Linked DNA regions of Hordeum vulgare: region 2 is linked to region 1. A link is a contact called in public Hi-C data. All regions are on one chromosome and are shown on one strand. The core of a region is the stretch at or near the end of the contact, and the rest is flanking DNA. Distances in the headings are between cores, read along the strand shown.

The links. Hi-C and Micro-C count contacts between places; a contact is called where the count stands out from the background.
Region 2: a contact with region 1 is called in a Hi-C map of seedling, with 2.5 times the contacts expected there. The contact joins two enhancer-like sites. A contact is called at or near these places in 2 of 6 Hi-C or Micro-C datasets (leaf and seedling).

The regions. Positions count from the first base shown.
Region 1 is chr3H:486,176,660-486,180,617 of MorexV3_pseudomolecules_assembly, reverse strand. No RefSeq gene overlaps it. Among protein-coding and RNA genes, the nearest start is that of LOC123444408, 170 kb to the right of the region's middle. Within about 2 kb of position 1,472, at least 3 of the 3 cell types and tissues checked have open chromatin away from gene starts, as enhancers often do. A contact at or near this core is called in leaf and seedling, where this site is marked.
Region 2 is chr3H:486,423,149-486,426,912 of MorexV3_pseudomolecules_assembly, reverse strand. No RefSeq gene overlaps it. Among protein-coding and RNA genes, the nearest start is that of LOC123440253, 6.2 kb to the right of the region's middle. Within about 2 kb of position 2,397, at least 3 of the 3 cell types and tissues checked have open chromatin away from gene starts, as enhancers often do. A contact at or near this core is called in leaf and seedling, where this site is marked.

The DNA of each region.
Region 1 (3,958 bases), core at 223-2,722:
TAAAACACATGAAGGTAATTACCACGAAGTGGTATAAACCTCTTAGTTCTGCACAAAATTTAATTAGTTGCTATGATCACAGCTCATAAGTTGTGTACTCATATAGAAGTAATTGTCAAAATATGCAAGTATTTTGCATAATTCTCTTCATTCATAGCATAACATGTAGCATAGTTGCCACTGATGCATTGGATTCTTTCGGGATGTAGTATGTGACACTATAGTCATAACTAATGACAAATGCTATGAAGTTGATAACGTATTGTAGAATGAAATCAAAGAAATAAACAAAGAGTTTTTTTCTATTGCAATGTGAAAGATCCACTTATATACAAGATGAAATGGTGTGTTCTGATGACACCTTTTCACCAACACACATCTTTTAAGAGGCATCCCTTTCATATAATTGATCACATATCTTATTTTTCAATAGTTCTCTCTGTTTGCATGTTTGGAGATCCACGTACGGAACCCCTTAAAAAACGAAAACAGCAGACAAGAAACAATATTGTGTCCGGATACCGGCTTCTAAGCCAACCCGACAAGGCACGATATGAAAACGAAGCACGTACTGCCCTCCCGGCAATGCAGCGTCACCACCGAATATAATCCGGTCTTACCGACGCCCTTGACCGGAGATTCGCTTTAAAAATACCAGCATCTTCGATCTTTCCAGGGTGTGCATGGAGCCATGAAACGCGTCAACATCTGCTGGCATTATATGCATATACATTTTATATATGCACGGTGCAGACATCAGCCGTGCATGAAACCATGCCGTCACGTCGATCTCCCGCTCCGTATCTCCATTGCACACCGGTAAATGTGGCTGATCTTACAAGAATAATTGGCATGCATACGCAAGCATGTTTGACTTTGCCGGTAATTAACCTCATCACGATCGTCGTCCCACTACCGTGTAATCCTCCCTGCTTCTTTACAATAAATAGGAAGAGACCTAACATAATCCTCTGATCTTTTGGAGTAAGTAGATCATAGGTGGAACGTAACATGATTAATTGAAGATGACCGTAGCTAGCTATCCGGACGCGAAAGAGCGAGGGAGACCCGTTGGTCCTGCGGGCGGCACGGGATCAGTTTTATCCGCAGCCGATAACGTAGGCGCCGCGCCGGCCGGCCGGGCGGCCGGAAGATGCGCGCGTCGCTGTCTTATCGCGAGCCCGGCCGAAGGGTCGTCAATCACTCAATCCCCAGCAGCGCCGGCGGCCTCTGCGCTCCTCCACCCGCGCGCGCCCCGCTTTCCGCCGACGGCGACGCTGTCGGCCGCCCGCGGGCGCCACCACCACCACCACCGCACGGCGGCCTCCCGCGCTTGCCAAGCGCCACATTCACCGCATCATATCATTAGCCCGCAGCGCAGCGATCCAGCCCGTCGCGTCGTATCGGGAGCCAGCACCCACCGCGTGCCGGTCAGGATCGGAGCACGACGCCAAGGTCCAATCTGCGCCCGTATCGCACGTGATTTTGCCCTTTTGGCTCGTGGCCCGTGGCGTCTAGCTTTAGCCTCTTCTTCCCCCCTCCGCGAGATAGATGGATTTTCTTGGAATCTTCGTGGTTCTTGCGACGCCCGCCCACTTGCTCATGGATGTGCTAGTATGGAACGGATGGAGTAGGTGCCGGTGGGAAACACCAAAGTATCTTTCGCCAAAAAGAGGCGAAAGCGGCTTGTTTTGTGGCTGCTCCGCGATTTCGAAACACCCCTCTTTCTTTCTAGTGCCATTGGCTATCATCCTATCAGGATTGGCGACACGCGAGCAGAGCATTTTTGGTTGCATGCAGATCAGTGTCCCGATGGAATAGCTTTCCTCCAAACCCATCACGTATATATCCGCAACATCAGTATCTTGACTTCTTGAGGCGCTCACAGTAACCACGTGTCCCCGTTCCCTCCCACGAGAGTAAATCGAGTATAAATTCTTGCGCGGGAATATATGACTACTGTATCTCAAGTTCGCAGCTTGTCATCCGTCAATGCACATCTGGTACACGTCTACGTAAGGGTCGGAAGTTGAAAATGGATAGGCCGGAACGTGGAGGAGTGGTTGCGTTTGAGTGTTTGAGGCAACGCAGTGTACTACTAGGCAGCTAGCTATTTGCCGGCAGATGCAAAATCAAATCACGCTAGGCTGGTCCCGTGGGACGTGGCCCGGTCAGAACCGGGAATGGACAGCACGTAGACGTATCCTTGCAATCAACTCAAAGCAGCAAAAATCGACCCTTTCTTCCAGCTCCACTAGCTTCTTTTCAGCTAACCACAGTAGTAAATAACAACACACGACGCTCTCGATTAGACGAGCAACAGAAGAGGAGCTGGTGCTAACAGGAAAATGATACCGTGCCTGTTATTTCGTGTCGTGTGGCGGATCAGCGCGATGCCGCGCACGAACGCAAAGCGATCGAGCAAACCGAAAGGAGGCGAGTAGCGGTGACAGTGAACGCATGCATGACAGCATGAGCCTAAAAGGCGTCGCTTGCAACTTGCCACAAAGGTGACCAAGGTAGCTGCTGCTGCTGCATGGACCGATGGACGATGGACCCTAGCCTAGCCTCTGATCTTTGGTAACGTGAGGTTGATCGGTCACTAACCACCGCACAGCCGCACGGAAACCACGAGAGGTTAAAGTTAGTTGCAGTAGTGGGCACGAGGGCCAGAGCCGGGCCGGAACTAATCCACGTGCTCCGGCGACGGGGATCCCACCCATGAGAAAGAGAGAGCGCGCACTGGCACTGCTACGTGCACGGCTCCGCATTTAATTGCGGTACAGAGGTTTAGCTGGGGCTGTCGGTTAATTATTCTGCTTCTTTTGTCAACACAGACGGCAGAACGTGCATGAGGGTTCGTCGTATGCGTAGCATTTCATGCGGTGGGGGAGGAGAGGTAAAAGGAAACGAAGCAAAAGCTTGACCGTCGGGCGGTTAGAGCACGTAGAGCTGGAAACCTTCGTCAAACATCCGGGGTCAAGTCGTCCGATCAATGGGTCATAAACAATTAATTCAAATAGACCTTTTAAATCGGTATCGAACGCCCGAGCTGACCGACACCTCATTCTCACCCCAGATTTAGGGTGGATATAAGGGAGCCCGGGCGCGCTCGCCACGTCGGTCCCGACAACCCGATCCTATCTTAAATTGCACCAAATCCCTCAAACCCTTCCTCCTCCTTCCACCCACCGCCAACATTTCCTACGCCTCACTCCTCGTCGTTCGGCACCCTTGCTCTCCATCCTCACCACATGTCCCGATCCGCCGCCGTGATGTCTTTCACCCCGTCCCCGACCGCCGCGACGGAGACGCGGTCCGCCTCGTCCGTCGACGGGCCTTCCTCCGCTTCGCCTTGCAAGCCGGAGAACATCTCCTGTAAGTTGCACGGTCGCCGGCAGCAACAGAGGAAGTTGGCTGCACAGCTACATGCGGGCGTCGTCGATGAGATGTTTCCCCCGCCGTGCCGGGCACCCCATACCCCATCCATGTAAGCGCCGACGCGGATTGTGTCGTCCGGCACCGTCGAGACCAAGGAGGAGGAGGATGAGACAACCAACTGGACCCTTCCGGAGAGCTTTCCGGCTATGCAACAGTTGTCGGTCCAAGAGTTTGAGTCCCCGCAGCTTGTTCGGGAACGGGTGAGCACGGGCAACCCCACCGCCCGTGTGGAGCAAGATGCATGGACGAACTCGTCCAGCGAGTGATCCCACAACACTTGTCGGTCGGACATTGATTTCATTTTGGCATTGTCCGTTTGGTTGAACTATACTTTTATTTATAATTGTTGAATTCAAACAATTTGTATCAGATGATCGAGGTGCATGACTTTGTATGGATTTGACCGTTAATGTATCAAGAGCTCTGGTTGTAGGACCTAAATGTCATCGAGACATCCGTGGCAACACGATTACTTGAACTTTTTTTAACACCATTCCTTGAAGTTGCAAGTATCAGA
Region 2 (3,764 bases), core at 1,148-3,647, 250 kb before region 1:
CCTACAGGAAATCCATGGCCTCCCCTTCCTCGGCGGCGGAGGGGAGGCCCTGCCTGTGGCGAGCACGGAAGCGCGTGGGCCTATGGCGGCGACCTGTTGGCTCATATGAGCAGTGGTGTTGCGGGAGCTTGAGGTGGTGGTGGCTATGGCATGCTGCAGGAGCTGGGGAAAGGAGCTGATTGAGAAGAAGATAAGAAGGTTGTAGCGGTGCGAGGGACACGCGTCGCGTGATGAAGGCGACGGACGTCCAGTGTTCGATCAGCCGGATGAAAAGAATACTTTCCCATATTTTTAGGGCTATTTATCATTTTTTGTAAACGCTATTTTGAAATACATCACACTATTAACACGTTGTAGCTTGTGTAGCATTTGAAGAAGGACTTGGCTATCTTTTGTAGGGCGTTATTTTTTTTTGTTGGTTTGAAGTGATGAAATTTGATAACAACGAACGACAAAATCAGTATATTCAGAAACTAAAACTTAAAACGTGGTGTACCTTCCTCGTGCGAAGTCCAATGACTATACGGACTGTGAAGCAATCGCGCGACAGAGAAGGGCCGGTTAGGCTGGTCACAATGGGGAGTAACATTGAGTAGTAACATACATGACACATAAGCATGTTACTACTCTATGTTACTACCTTCATAGTGGGTGGTAACTTACGGGTGGTAACTTAGAGGGTTCATTTATTGCTTTGTGGGATCTATAGTAGCATTTTATAAAGAAACAACCTCTAGCATTAAAAAAGTCTCGTACAAAGCGCGAAGTTACGGTAACCACGGTGGTTACTCCAATTCCTTCTCTCCTCATTAACTCACTGCCACGTAGAAAATTTTGCTGAGCTGGACATGAAGTTATCACCGAAGTTACCTGCATTGGGGCCAGCCTTAGTGTGTGCCCCTGCACCTGCATGCCCATATGGATTTTCGAGGTTGTTGTCGTTCTTGTTCGGCGCTGAAGTTTATGAATTCTCGTATGCAGTAGAAAACTCACTTTTTTTTTACCAAAAGATCAGATTTCAAACAAACTCTGTGAGATGGGAGTCATAAATCTTGTAAGTGGTTAACACAAAGCCAACTCACTTGAACTTCTCCGCTGGAAACAAAGTGAAGGCACACATAAGCTTGCCAAACCATGCAGATCCTCTAGGAGTGTGAAACACGGCCAGATCTAGTGGGATCCTATGTTTACTATGGCAACCACCTACAAAAGCATATTCTTTAAATAGGCAATAGTTATCTAATCCTATATGTACTATAGGTGTTAAAATTCTAAGATAATCTATGAAGTATGTACGTTTTCAGGATAAAATATATATTTAATATTGAGACAATATCAGTTAGACCTAGTCTTTGCACTAACACGATCTAGGTGCTCCAACAACGATGCCTCCAGAAAAAAAACGACACACGGGCGTCATTGTTACCGGACCCAACCGCTGAAAGCAGCCAAAAGAAAAGAACACCATGTGAACAACACCATTGTGGGGTTCAACTAATGATAGTCAAAACTAGAGCCTTCACTCGTCAAACTCGAGCTTATGCACTCGAATAACACCACCCAATCAATATCACCATCAATATCATGACCCTCGTGTCATTTACATTGTGTGCGGTAAGGTTGACACCTCCCCCATAAAACTATACATCCGCCACTAGAACGAGAAGGAGTAGTAGTTACCTCGCTATTGATACATCTCAAACGTATCTATATATTTTTATTGTTGCATGCTATTAATCTTATATGCTTTATATGCTATTTTATGTTGTTTTTTGTGGACTAACCTATTAACTTAGTGTCTAGTTTCAGTTTCTGTTTTTTTTGACTATTTTAATGTTCCGTGGAAAAACCAAACCAAACAAAGTCCAAACACAATAAAATTTTACGATGATTTTTTTAGGTTAGAAGAGACCCTAGAAGTTTCAGGTGGCACTAGAAGACATTCGAGGGAGCCACAAGCTCATGTGGCGTGCCCCATGGGGAGCATCGGGTGAGCTTGTGGCCCCCTCGTGGATCCCATTGATTGAATTTCACCTATATATATTCTCTAAATTCTATAAACCACCAGAGCGAGAGACCCAAAACATTTTTATCACCACCACAAGCATCTCATCTTCCGCTGTCCCATCAGGAGGCCTTCTCCGGCGTTTTGTGGGAGGAAGAATCCAGAGGCCAACTTCGTCAAACTTGTTGCCTCCGTGATGATGTGTGAGTAGTTCGTCACGTGACCTACGGGTCAATAACAGTAGTTACTCCATCTTCCCCGAAGTCTCCGGTCTTGCCCCTGCCTCTACCGTCCAACCGTCCCCGACCATCGTTCCCACTTGAGTCGTGGCCTCCCAGCACCGCCACCCTTCCTCACCCAGGTGGCCACCACCGCGACCTACCTCGATGCCAGATTCGATGGGATCCACTACAACACCAACCCCCCCTTGGAGGCCTGGACCCGCACTGCCATGGACGGACCCGCCCCGCCTCCTCCCTATCCATGGAGGGCACGTTTGCAGGAGTAGCACCTCCCCATTCACTTCTGTCGACGACCAGAGGCGGAGGTACTCATGTACGTCACTCCGGCTTCAGATCCGGGCGTTCTGGCCCCTACCTCGCCCTCACCAACCTCTAACCATGTTATCTTCGACGAGCAGTGCAGGAGGATCCCTCTCTCCAGCGGCCTACGCAGGTACAGCTCGCCCCGCCTCTCGTTGCAGTTCGATTGCGCCGGTGTTGCAGTGCGCGTGGAGGTTTTGTGATCCTCGGGAGCCTGGAGTTCCCCCGTCTGGCCCTGTCAGGTAGCAGATCCAAGATGTGCGGCTCCTCATCTAATGCTTCCTCCTTCGTCTATTTGTGTGCAATTATGTGGTTGTCGGTGTGCAGCTCATGGTTGGGTTCTTGGCGGTCCGACAGGTGGCCAACGATGAAAGCGGTGTCGCGCCGGCAGTGGGCGGCGTTTAGTGCTGGGACGGCCACACACTTTGCGAATGGACATTTTTCTCAAAAAGTTCAGTCTAGTGTAGCTCACCAGCGCTGTTTTTTAAGGTTACGTTTAATGTTTTTTCATTAGAGGGAAAAAGAAACAAAATACCGCCATGTCGTACCCTGGGTTGCGTACATTGTGTGGTGTGCAGTTTTGTTGTGTGATGAACACAGCCAACAGTTTGAGAGACTGTGGACATCTAGTTCGGTCGGGCCATCTGTTTGGATGCATTGTTTTTGACACAGTGCAATTATGTTTGTGTTTGCATGCATTATTTGGTTCACAATATTGTTTAGTACAAGAAAACTAAACTCTAAATATGAAAATGCAGTGCACCTTGATCTTAAAAAACAAATTTGAAACACTTTGTAGTAAACTTCATTTGGTTGGCTCGGTAAAATAAAACACAAAAACATCTCAAAAAGAAGCTCACTTATTTAGTCCCATGCGGTCCACTCATCCGGTCTACGCGCGCAAACAATAGTGAGTATGTAAAACACAACAAAAATTATAAGGTTCATTTTCGTTAGTGTGGCGGTTCACTTCTCGATAGTATTGCGTTTCACTTACCTCCAATGTGAGGTGTACTCTTGTCACCCGTCTTGAAAAATAATGTCCAACGAAAGAAAACCATGTAGTCCACTTGCTCGTCCGATGCAGTGCGGTTTTCCGTCAAAAACCAGTGTGCTCTTCTATTCGATGCGGTTCACACGTTGATTTGGGTGTCGCGAAAAAACAGAGTGTCCGTATTTCGGTAATTTTAAAACTGCTCTTAAACCGTAAGGGATTA